Linked DNA regions of Mus musculus: regions 2 and 3 are each linked to region 1. A link is a contact called in public Hi-C data. All regions are on one chromosome and are shown on one strand. The core of a region is the stretch at or near the end of the contact, and the rest is flanking DNA. Distances in the headings are between cores, read along the strand shown. Region 1 has its middle 190 kb from the start of Gm39242. Region 2 overlaps Gm39242 (a long non-coding RNA gene). Region 3 has its middle 47 kb from the start of Gm39242.

Region 1 (3,877 bases), core at 991-3,490:
TCCTCCTGGGGCTGGTGTTACAGATTGAGTGGCCATGTGGGTACTGGCAACTGAATCTGGATCCTCTGTAAGAGTAGCCAGTGCTCTTAATCACAGAGCCATCTCTCCAGCTCTGGATAAGCCATTGTTTTAGACCATTAGTTGTCTCAACTGCAATGTGGGCTTCATATACCTACACCAGGATTGCCATGTGTCATAAATACAATTATGGGAAGAAGAACGTTTTGAGTAGGGGACTTTGCCACATGAAAGTGTTGAATGTCTTTTATTCTCTATCCCTGATTTTTTTTTCTTGGTTTCTTAATTAGCAGTGTGCTTTTGCATGGTTGGGATTTGGGCTGAAGTGTATCTTAGTGAATGCTTTGTAAAATTGGGAGCCTCTTGGGGTCCCCACCAATTCCTTCCCTATATCCCTTCCCTATAGAAGTTGGCCCTGAACCCTGGGTGTGGTTGTTGAGGTACAGTAGTGACAACCTACCGATGCTTATGACCTAATGGTGCTTCTGTGACAGAAGGAAAATTTACTGACACACTGCTGTGTGGACAGCAGTGCCATGTAACCTTTTAGCATTTGGGGGTTCTTATTGCATCTGCCTGGGTTATCTGGCTCCCAACCTTCCCATTGAAGAAAAGAAAAAAAAAAAAGAATTTAGAAGTCTGGCATTGGGCTGGTGAGATGGCTCAGTGGGTAAGAGCACCCGAAGGTCCAGAGTTCAAATCCCAGCAACCACATGGTGGCTCACAACCATCTGTAATGAGATCTATATCAGTGAGCAACTGTGGAGAGCTGTGCTGAGAGGGCCCTGTGATAGCCTCGTGGGCTGTTCCAGAATGTTCTCTGTTCCATTCAGCGATCTATCCACACCCTCCTACAATTTGAGTTCCTCATCGAGCCTCATCCGAATTTAGTTTTCCTAGAGTCTGATGGAAGACTGGAGCCACCCAGTTGAATCACTTTCTTGGGGCCTTTGACCTAAAGAGATTACATTTCATTGGGTAGGTAGGTGAGCACTATATGATCAGCCTGCCGTCACAGGACAAAAATCATATTTTTATGTGATGTTGCTGCGTTAAAAGGGCCAATCTTGTGTCATGTAACATGTGAATAATGGCCATAGCTTGTGATGTCAAAATTTTCCACGCGCCTCATAAATAAATCTAGCCACACCCCCATCCCCCGCCCCCCCACCCCCACCCCCCAGCCACTACCCCAAGGCTCTCCAGTTTGGAACCTCGGTTTGCATCACAGATTAAGCATGCTTTTGGAGTCAAGGTTAAAGGTACAGTATCCGCTTTCAAAAGCCACATGTCAGTGTCTGCTGAAGATAATAAATAACATTGGGAACAGGCTCCCACTTGCCAAGGCTCCCCCTCCTCTTCTTTCTCCCTGTTCCTCTCTTTCTCTCTAACTTTGCCAAAGGTCTGATCCCTTTGGGGGTGGGGGGAAACCAACAAAGATGCTATATTTAGGCCAAGATTTGATGATATGTTCTTTAAAAAAAAAATTACTTAAGATCCCTTGGGGGGGTGGGGGAAACATCACACAGCCACCTTATCCAGTGGTCCTCAAGAGTGAAGAAGCCAGACAGCATGACAACTACAATTAGTATTTCCTCAGAGCCCAGCGCTGTGGTTTTAGTCACCAGAACTGTGCTTTTATTTCGGCCATTTGGTCTGCATGGGAACCTGAAATACGAAACCTGAAATATGGACATACGGACGGCCTTTGCTGAGGAGTGGCTGGCTGCTCTGTCCTTGTACTAGAGTGACCAGCCCAAGTAGCTTCAGCAATTAGTTCCCATCCCTGGGTCTCATTCCCTGGGCCTTGCTTTGGAGAGAGAAGTAAAGGCACGGAGGAGATTTTCTGCAAATTCCACATTTGCCAGGCTACCCCCTTGCCTCCAAGAAAGAATTTGTTGTTGTTGTTGTTTTTCCAGTTCACAGTGAATGAGGAGAACCAGGGCATAGAGGGCAGGAGTTTGGCTGAACATCCCTGGAAGCTCAGCTTCCACCCTCACCCCGTCCCCACCCCTGCCCCCACCCCCTCAGCTGCACCCCTCCGTCTCTCGCTTCCCCTTCGCACTTCACAGACAAAGGCAGCATCTTCTCAGATAATGCCGCGTGTGTCAGAAGTGAACATTCTGGGAATGTGCGGGTCACCTGGTCTGTGTAACAGACGCCAACCCCAAACCATACAGAAGTCGCTACATCTGTTTTGGCTTTGTTCGCAGCGCCGAGGGGCGGGGGGTGCACTCCATGGTCAAGGGCCAAACTACATGTCATATTTCATTACCTTCATTAGCTACTACACAGAGGGCTGCATTCACAGGAAAGGTTGGCATTAACTCTTGAGCCGCCAGCCTTTTCCAAGGCGGGCTTTCGCCTTCATCCACGGTCCACAGTTCTCCATCCCTCCGTGCTGTGGGCGCTGATTGAACTAAACTGTAAATCAGCCTGTAGCGCCACGATTTCGCCCTTTTAACTTAAAGGAGGCGAGCTACTGTTTTCTCCTAGGTAGCTACTTCCAGGCTGGCGGAACATCTGGATCCCATTAGGGGGAATGCTAGTGTAAACCCAGTGGGGGAAAGGCATATTTAGAATTAATAAAACTTTCTTCTCTGAGTTTGTCCACAGTTGTCCTTTTCTTTTTCCACCGCACATTACTCCTGTGATTTAGGGGGACCAGCTCCTTTTTCCATTTCAGTGTTGAGATAAGATCACGTTTATTGCCGCCCAGATATTTCCGTGGGATTTTTCTTGGCGTGCTTATTGAGATGGCACTGTGCTCACATGGTCACCCCCTGTTCTCCTCCAGGAAAGAGAAGCCTTCCCCCCCCCCATATTGATGTTACATTTCTTGAGGCCCCCTTTAATGGCCTGAAATAAAGGTGGGTACATAGATAGAGCAGATCTTGAGTATCTATGGCTATGAAAGCCATCTGCTTTTGTGATGCCGGTGGGATATATCACGATGCCACTCAAAATCACCTGCAGGCAGCACATGCTATTATTTAATATTATGAAGAATGGCCCATTGGCCGACATAGGTCAGCACACACCTGGATGGTGGTATTAGGGAGCCTGGAATTTTGGTTTTTTTTTTATGTGGGCCCTGCCACTGATTTATCGCCTGGCATTTGTCCATCTGTAAACGAGATGGTTTGCAAGCTAAATGCATGCTGATCACATTACCAGGGTTCTGGGAGCTCCAGTGACTGCCTGCCTGGTGCTTTGAAAGCCTCCCCCGCCCTCCCAAGCGCCCCCCTCTCCCGCCACTAAAGACAATGATTTAGAATCTCACACTGTTTAGAGCACCTACCTACTCTTTTGTTCTCACTAACTGGTACTTGCAAGATGCGAGCAAGGCGTTCCCAAGCATGATCTGCACACCACCAGAGTGGGCTTTGTTGAAAGTATGAATCCCCAGGAAGGGAAGATCGCTCAGTGAGTAAGAATACTTGCTGTCTGAGCATGAGGGCCTTAGTTTAGATATCCAGCATTTGTGTAAGAAGCTGGGATATGGCTACACATGCCTCTAACCTTAGTGCTGGTGTGTGTGTGCCCATGCGCTTGTCTACACACAGAAGGTTCATTTCTGGGGCTTGGCAGTCAGTAAGCCAACACAGTTGAAAGTGGCAATCTACAGGTTCAGTGACAGATACCAGCTAAGGAGAATAAGGTAGAAGATCATAGAGGAAGATATCCACATATGCATACACACAAAAAATGTTTTAATTTAGGAAAACATATTTTAAAAGGGATGTAAATTCTCTGCCTATGTCAAACTTAAGGGGCCAGAAGATCTGTGAATGGAACAGTGCTAAAACTTTCTGGGTTTGAGAACTACCAGCCAATACACTTGGCCTCAAGTTCAGAA
Region 2 (3,877 bases), core at 982-3,481, 200 kb before region 1:
CTGCTTGCATGTGAAAAATTATTTAAATTAGGGTATGTGGCCATCCATTCATATCTGTGGCTTCTGTATTCGTGGGCTTCAACAGCATACAAAAAAATTAGGGAAAGAGTTGTATCTGCTATAGGCAGGTATAGACTGTTCTTGTCATAATTTTTGAAACAGTGCACTGCAGGATCTGTTCACACAGCAATCTACACATGAGTTAAATATACAGGGGGGTGGGCTGAGGGGGAACCTCGGTCTAAGGTAGAGAGCATATGTATGTATTGCCATTTTTGTTTACTTTTCCTCCCTCCCTCCCTCCCTGCTTCCCTCCCTCCCTTTCCCTTTTTTCCTTTTTTCTTTTTTTCCCTTTTTCCCCCTTTCCCCCTTTCCCCCCTTTTCCCTTTCCCTTTTCCTTTTCCTTCCTTCCTTTCTCTCTTTCTCTCTTTGTTCCTTTCTCTCTCCCTCTCTCTCTTAGACATAGTTTCTCTATGTAGCCCAGGCTGGCCTAGAATTCACAATGTAACTCAGAATGGCCTCCAACTCCCTGTTTTTCTCCTGCCTCAGCCTCCCAGTGCTGAGATTACAGGTCCTACTTATTTTGCTATTTAGAAGTTTATTTTTATAGTGCGTGTGCATGTGTGCATGTATGTGTGTGTGGGAGTATGTATATGTGTGTATATGTGTATGTGTGTGTGCATGTGTGTGTATGTGTGTATATGTATATATTTGTATGCATGTGCATGTGAGTATGTATGTGTGTACATGTGTATATCTGTATGCATATATGTATGTGTGTATGTATGTGTACATGTATGTGTGCATGCATGTATGTGTATGTATGTGTGTGTGCCTGTGTGTGTGTATGTGTGTGTACACATATACACTGGTACTTATATGAAGGTTAGAGGAGAACTTTCTGGAATTGGTTCTGCCGTGTGGGTTTTGACATTGAACTTGAGGTAACAAACCTGGTGGCAAGCACCTTTATCTTGATGTGCTGCTCTTTAAAATGTTGCTGTTGTTGACACATCACTCCGCCATTTCTTATGACTCCAGCAGAGGTAGATTTGGCTGTGGAAGGTGTATTCTGGGGTTGCCTCCAGAGAATACTGTAATTTATTTTTGTGGTACTGAAATGCTATCTTTCATAATGATTCCATCTTTTGTTTTTCTAGTACCTGGAATCGAACCTAGGACCTTGTACATGCTAGGATGTGCTGTGCTTCCCAGCTGCATCTCTAGTTTGCCCATACCCTTTACAGGATAATTTGTATATGAATTTACCCAGCTTGGCCTTCTCCTACCTCAGCCTCATGATTGCAGCTACGATTGCAGACCTGTAAGACCGGGCCCAACTTCTGTCTCCTTCCAACTGCTTAAAAGACATGGTCCCTAAAAAGCAAATGATGATTTTTTAACGGAAGCAACTTTCATGCTGTATAGCCAGAGAAAGCAACATCATCAGAGACCCTCCTGTGTTATTCATAAATGAGAAGACATTTAAAGCAGCAGTTCTCAACCTTTGGGGGTGACCCCTTTATGGGTGGGTGGGGGCTAACAGTCTTTCACAGGGGCTACCTAAGACCATCAGAAAACATGGATATTTACCTTAGGATTCATAACAGTAGCAAAATTACAGTTATAACATAGCAACGAAAGTAATTTTTTGGGTTGGGGGGCCGTCACCACCATACAAGGAACTGTATTAAACAGTCAAAGAATTAGGAAGGGTGAGAACCCCTGATTTAAACTTAGTTTATGTGATCAAATTCTGTGTCTGCCACAGGGCCTCTTTGTAAACTGGGATCTGCCTTTGGACTTAAGTTCCTTGTAGTCCCCGAATCTTTGGGCCCCATATCAAGCATCTCTTTTTAAAAAATGGAGAAAAGCACGCGTCTGCATGTTTTCACCACCCGGGATGAGTGTTCCTAGGGAAGATAACTCGGGCGGAGTTACCAGTGCCCTCTCCCTTATTCTTTCTGGAATTCATTAAGTTAATATACTGTTGCCTGCATGGGGCACCTTCTTTGATGGCGAGTACAGTTAAATGCCTATTTAGGCATGTCACTGACTATCTGATGCAAGGGGGTGCACGGAGTGTGGCTGGCTGTGGGGGAAGGGGGAGGGGGAAAAGGGGTGTCGCGCTCTATATTTTTTTTTTCCCCTTCAAAATACTTCTCAGCAATCCCTTGCAGCTGGCAGAAGGCTAAGGTTTCTCACACTCTGAAAGGAAGTCAGGCCATAAATAACCCAGGCAGGCACACCTGGAAAGAATAATGCTTTTTTTCTAGGCTGTCCACTGTGTTGAGGATGGATGCCAGTCCAGTGAGCATGCGCACATGGCACGGAAGACTGTGCAAATGCCACGTTCAGATGAAGCCGGGGGGGGGGGGGGGGGGAAATGTTTCCGTTTTTAATCTCCAAGCTTCTAGCTCTCGGTTGAAGGGAGAAAAATGAAGAAAGATGTTTGTGGAACGTTAACACCGTGCCTTCTTCTTCAGCATGGTGGGTTCCCTTCCCCTAGAAACAGACATTGTGGAACTGTTCAGTGCTTGTAAGGATTGTTGCAATTAGGGATGGGGTTCGGAGGGCAAAGATAAGCAACACTTTCTTCATCCAGAACACAGAACAACAGCTTGTGTTGGGCTGAGAGGTAGCTCAGTCAGTAAGTGCTTAGTACATTACCCAGCATGCATGGGGGCAAACAGTGTGGTGGCACATGCTTGTAGTGCATTGGGAGTGGGGCGTGGGGGTGGGTGAAGACAGGATGACTCCTAAGGCTTAAAAGGCAGCCAGTTTAGCACACTTGTAAACTCCAGGTTGAGTGAGAGACTCTGCCTCAAAATAAAGGTGGAGAAAGTTGAGGAAGATAGCTAACCTTGTGTTCTGGCTTCCATGCATATACCCCATCCCTGCATACAAGAAGATGTCTACAAACAAAACAATGGAAAACAAAAAAACAAAAGAGCACCCAGTGACTAAGCAGTTCTCCATCCTTTAAGGTGACACGGAATGCTCTGTCAGTGTGGTAAATATAGGCCTGTTGGGGATCATGGTGCTTCTGTGGGGCCACACTTGACTGCGGATACTAGCTGTGAGGTTCAGCTCATCCGCTGTGGGGCTTACACAGCTTTTAAACTGAAGTATCCCACCCTCCCCAGGAGCAAGCTGAAACCAGTCAGCTGTACTGCCTGCGCTCCTTTTGTCTGTAAAGTGTGCATCCTGTCTCTTTTCCTTGCACACTTGGTTCGTGTAGAGGCCATGGAAGAGGATGAAATGAGCTATACACATCCACAGTGGGTGTCCAGGTAGAATATTCACTTCCTAGGCAACTCATTCCTCACCCTGGTCACTTTGTCTTCACTCTCAGGTCCAGATGGTAAAGAAATCTCTCTCATGTTTAGCCTCCCTCAGCACTTACAGATGGAGCACTCCCTGTGAACTGACTGCTTACGGCCTGTTATAGCGCCCATGGATGGCAAGTGGGAGCCGAGTCTCATTCTTCCCTGCTTCTTCAGTTGACCCTTCCCACGGTTAATTGAGATTCACGTGCGGGTCTCCAGGACCAAACCACTGCATTAGTGCACTCCTGAACAGAGAACTTCAGACCTTGACATCCCAGAGAGCCTGGGAGAGGTCCCTGTGGGACCCACCACTGCTTTTTTAGCTAGATTCTTTCCAAAATCTAGGTTGTGCATCCTGGTATGAGGTGCAGTGGAGATGGGCGTGAAGGAGGAATTACTAAGTATTTATTACTGACCAGGGGTCACTTAGATCTGCTGCGGCTGCTTCCTCTTCTGCCCCTCCCCCTCTCCCTCTTCCCTCTGGTCCTCCTCTCCCTCCTCCCCTCCTCTGTTCCTCCCGTCTCTGTGATTTAGTCTCAGAGTCCTTT
Region 3 (3,877 bases), core at 767-3,266, 150 kb before region 1:
CCTCCCTCCCTCCCTCCCTCCCTCTTTCTTTCTTTCTTTCTTTCTTTCTTTCTTTCTTTCTTTCTTTCTTTCTTTCTTTCTTTCTTTCTTTGCTATTTGCTGCTTGGTGCCAGGGCAACATTTGATTTTTTTACAACCACATGAGATCCCTTTCTTAATAAATGAGGCAAATAGGAGCAGGTTAAGCAGCTTTCCCAATTTTAGTAAGCAGTACAGGTGGGATTTGAACCTAGAAAATTCAACATGGGGCCATAGTCGATGAAACCCACCCAGCTGGGCATCTTCATGGATCTAGGACTCTCTCTCTCTCCCTCTCTCTCTCTCCCCCCCTCTCTCCCCCCTCACCCCATCCACAGTCGTGAGTATCCTAGGTAGCCTGGAACTCATTATGTAGCCAGAGTTTACCTTGAACTCCAGGTCCTTCTGACTCCATCTCCTTGGTGCTGGGATCACAGAGCTGGCTGCCACACCTGCTTTTAGGCAACGCTGCTGATCCCACCCAGGGCTTCCCACAGGATAAGGAGGGGCTCTGCCATCTGACCTGCAGTCCAGGCTCTAGGTAGTTACCTCTTGCCTTCGCTCATTTACTGCCTGTTTGTGTCTTTGAGGAGCTCAAACCAATGTTGGGAATGGGTTCAGAGATGTGGGCAATGCTGTCATGGCAGAAACTGCTTCCCAGTTCCTTTGCCGCTGCCGCCACCACCAACATCGTCCTCCTCCTCCTCCTTCTTTTTACTAACCTTCTTTCTTTCCAAAACAACCCATACAAAGGTTCGACTGCTCAACTGTGAATCAAGAAGGATGTGTCTGTGTCAAGACACAACAAAGAGGAGGTGCCCAGGTTTGGGCTTCTGATGGCTTCAGAGTTAGGGACAGTGGCATATTTCAGGAAAGAGCCTGGAAGCAACTCTCTGGTCAGGGTCACCAGTCAGGCTCACTGGTATCCAAAGAGTCCTCACTTCCACCTGCTCAGGAAGCTTTTCTTTCTTCCTTCCTTCCTTCCTTCCTTCCTTCCTTCCTTCCTTCCTTCCTTCCTCCCTCCCTCCCTCCCTCCCTCCCTCCCTCCCTCCCTCCCTCTCTCTCTTTCTCTCTTTCTTTCTTTCTTTCTTTCTTTCTTTCTTTCTTTCTTTCTTTCTTTCTTTCTTTTTTTCTTCCTTCCTTCCTTCCTTCCTTCCTTCCTTCCTTCCTTCCTTCCTCCCTCCCTCCCTCCCTCCCTCCCTCCCTCCCTCCCTCTCTCTCTCTCTTTCTTTCTTTCTTTCTTTCTTTCTTTCTTTCTCAGAGAAAGCAAAGACTCAGACCTCCACAATTGGCTGATATGATATCACTAGTTCTCAGGTGTTAAAACACAACTCCTAATTTGCATTGGGCAAACCCTCTGGATTTTAAAACTAGTTTAGTCTTGATTTCCTGGCTTGCGTTGTTTCCTTTCAACACACACCTGCTAAATAAGATGTCTTCGTTAACACGAATTAAGAATGCTTTGTTCCTTTACAGCTTTGTGAATGAAGTTTTAGAAATGTGTTAGCATTTTTTTTCTAAAATAAGCTCCTTAAAAATATACAAATTCTTAGACATGAAACTAAAGAAAAATCTCTAGGCTTATGTGTGAAAAATATTTCTCTGTCTCTGTCTCTGTCTCTGTCTTTGTCTCTCTCTCTCTCTCTCTCTCTCTCTCTCTGTGTGTGTGTGTGTGTGTGTGTGTGTGTGTGTGTGTGAGAGAGAGAGAGAGAGAGAGAGAGAGAGAGAGAGAGAGAGAGAGAGAGATATGGGCTTTAATCATCACTGTACTTAGAAACATTAAAAGACCAAAGGAAACTTGTTTTTCATTGTAAGGAAAGGAACCGGAAACACTAGCAACATGTAAATATTGTTTCCTGGTAAGTTATAATCACATTACTCTTGGGTTACATGTTAGACCATGCTGATACCAAAAGACCACTTCCCAGTGGTGTCATTGCTTTGGGAGGCAGAGATAGGCGAGATCTAGCCCATGCAGTGACTAGGGTAGAACTGGCTTCTTTTACAAACAGGCATTTGGTTTTGTTGTTTGTTTGCTTCCGGACCCTCTCGTGTTCTAGTTGAACTCTTAGGCAAGATTCCTTAGACACAGACACTTCATGAATATCAGGCCCATGTTTCTCTGCCTACTGTTAATCTTACAGGAAGAGCCAAGGTAGAGTTGAGGTTTGTGGAAAAAAGTACCAGCCTCATCATCATATGGAAACAATAAGAATCAAGTTGCCACACTTCGTAAATCAGGCTCATTTTATCTTATGTTCTTTTGTTCGTTTTTGATTTTACACTTTTACGATGAACACACTTGGTTTGTTGAATGTACGCTGGAGACAGGAGCCTCCGTGGTTCCAGAATGTCCACTAGTGGGCGCTGCAGTGCTACCAACATTGTATGTATGAGTCTATATTTTTAATCCGAGCACAGTATTAAAGAAAAAAAAAAATCACAGAGTAAATGGTGAGTTTTCATCCCTTCATAGCAGCTTTCCTGTCAAGAAAGACACCAAAAATATAGCTGGAAGATGCTATCTGCTGAAATTATTTACTAAAATTTTAGAACAGAATGGCAGGGTGGGGATCTGTCCCGTTTCTGCCAACATTCATTTATATTTGCAAATTGTCACGTTTATTCTTGTTTGATAGGCATGGACTCTGAGTTCACATTATGCAGAAAAAAAAGGTACTTAATGGCCTAGTCCAAAATTAACACTACTCATTAGGCGAACACCCTGCCTTTTTTTTCTATCAAAGAAAGGCCGTTCATGTGTTCGGTCTATATGATTTTGAGTAGGAAGCAGTACGCGTTTGGGGCTAAGATGTCTGTTTGATATTTAGAGGCGAATTTGATGCTTTAATAAGGGAATCCTCTGTCTCCCTCATCCATCATCCCGCATCTTCATCCATCCAAACACCACTGTAAAGTTGTCAGAGCCTTTTCCATATTCAGTACTTGTATAAATAATGGCTGCTGTGATTTGAGGAAAAAAAAAGGCGGTGTGCATTTCCCAGTGATGTTATATATCTGATCACAGCCCTGGCGACACCTCAGAGGTTTTGTTTAAGCTTGCTGCAGCCTCGTGCATATCATTTAAGTCCTAGAGTCAAAGACCATTTTGTATGTTGACCATTATTGTGGTTAGTACTTGCTGAAATCAGTTTTGTAATGGTGGTGGTGATGGTGTGTGTGTGTGTGTGTGTATGTGTGCACGCTCTAGCGCATGCATGTGTGTGTGTATATATGTTTATGTGTGCATGTGTATGTATGCATATATGTGTGTATGTGTATATGTGTGTGCGCATGTGTGTGTGCACATGTGCATACCTGTGTGTTGTACAGCACGGATAGAACACAGCCTTTGCCTGATCATTTCATTTTTTTTTTTTATCATTGCCCATCACTTTTTCTCCTCTACTCTGCTGTCTTAGGGATTATGCAGGTTCAGTGCAATATTCTGAAATTAATCAAAGCAAGCAAAACCCCATGCCTTATTATCCATGGTGGGGGAGAGAGAGAGGCTTCCAGGACCCACAGAGCTTTGTGATGCCGGCCAGTTGTATAACTAGAATTTTATACATTATCTTATATATATATATAAAGAGGCTCTGGTTTTCACACAATGAAACCCTTTCATGTTAAGTTGTCCAGGCAGTGGATGGCTGCGTGTGTCAGTGACAAAGGCTTGCGATTTAACTGATGCATTGTACCCTGTTCCTTATTTAAATGAGGAACTCATGAGGGTGTGTGTGTGTGACAATATCCAATATCCATTTTTTTCTTTTCTTTCTTTCTTCTTTTTATTTTTAAGCTTAGCAGACCAACTCTAAGTCCCTAATGCAGTAATGCTGTATGGGTCATGGCAGCT

What was found. A called contact is a pair of places that touch in the nucleus more often than the background predicts.
Region 2: a contact with region 1 is called in a Hi-C map of embryonic limb bud, with 2.8 times the contacts expected there. The contact joins two enhancer-like sites. A contact is called at or near these places in 10 of 484 Hi-C or Micro-C datasets (cranial neural crest, differentiating embryonic stem cells, embryonic limb bud and 2 more), 4 of 115 datasets of contacts at active chromatin or transcription factors (craniofacial prominence, differentiating embryonic stem cells, embryonic limb bud and 1 more) and 3 of 9 other capture datasets (embryonic stem cells, embryonic tail and embryonic trunk).
Region 3: a contact with region 1 is called in a Hi-C map of cranial neural crest, with 6 times the contacts expected there. The contact joins two enhancer-like sites. A contact is called at or near these places in 11 of 484 Hi-C or Micro-C datasets (the N1E-115 cell line, cranial neural crest, embryonic fibroblasts and 5 more), 2 of 115 datasets of contacts at active chromatin or transcription factors (differentiating embryonic stem cells and embryonic stem cells) and 2 of 9 other capture datasets (embryonic tail and embryonic trunk).

What each region holds. Positions count from the first base shown.
Region 1 is chr8:108,025,456-108,029,332 of GRCm38.p6, forward strand. No RefSeq gene overlaps it. Among named protein-coding and RNA genes, the nearest start is that of Gm39242, 190 kb to the left of the region's middle. Within about 2 kb of position 2,241, at least 36 of the 459 cell types and tissues checked have an H3K27ac peak or open chromatin away from gene starts, as enhancers often do. A contact at or near this core is called in embryonic limb bud, where this site is marked.
Region 2 is chr8:107,825,655-107,829,531 of GRCm38.p6, forward strand. Gm39242 (a long non-coding RNA gene) reads right to left here. Exons shown (of 3, transcript XR_879158.1): 2 at 1,290-1,377. Among named protein-coding and RNA genes, the nearest start is that of Gm39242, 6.7 kb to the right of the region's middle. Within about 2 kb of position 2,232, at least 8 of the 459 cell types and tissues checked have an H3K27ac peak or open chromatin away from gene starts, as enhancers often do. A contact at or near this core is called in embryonic limb bud, where this site is marked.
Region 3 is chr8:107,879,660-107,883,536 of GRCm38.p6, forward strand. No RefSeq gene overlaps it. Among named protein-coding and RNA genes, the nearest start is that of Gm39242, 47 kb to the left of the region's middle. Within about 2 kb of position 2,017, at least 3 of the 459 cell types and tissues checked have an H3K27ac peak or open chromatin away from gene starts, as enhancers often do.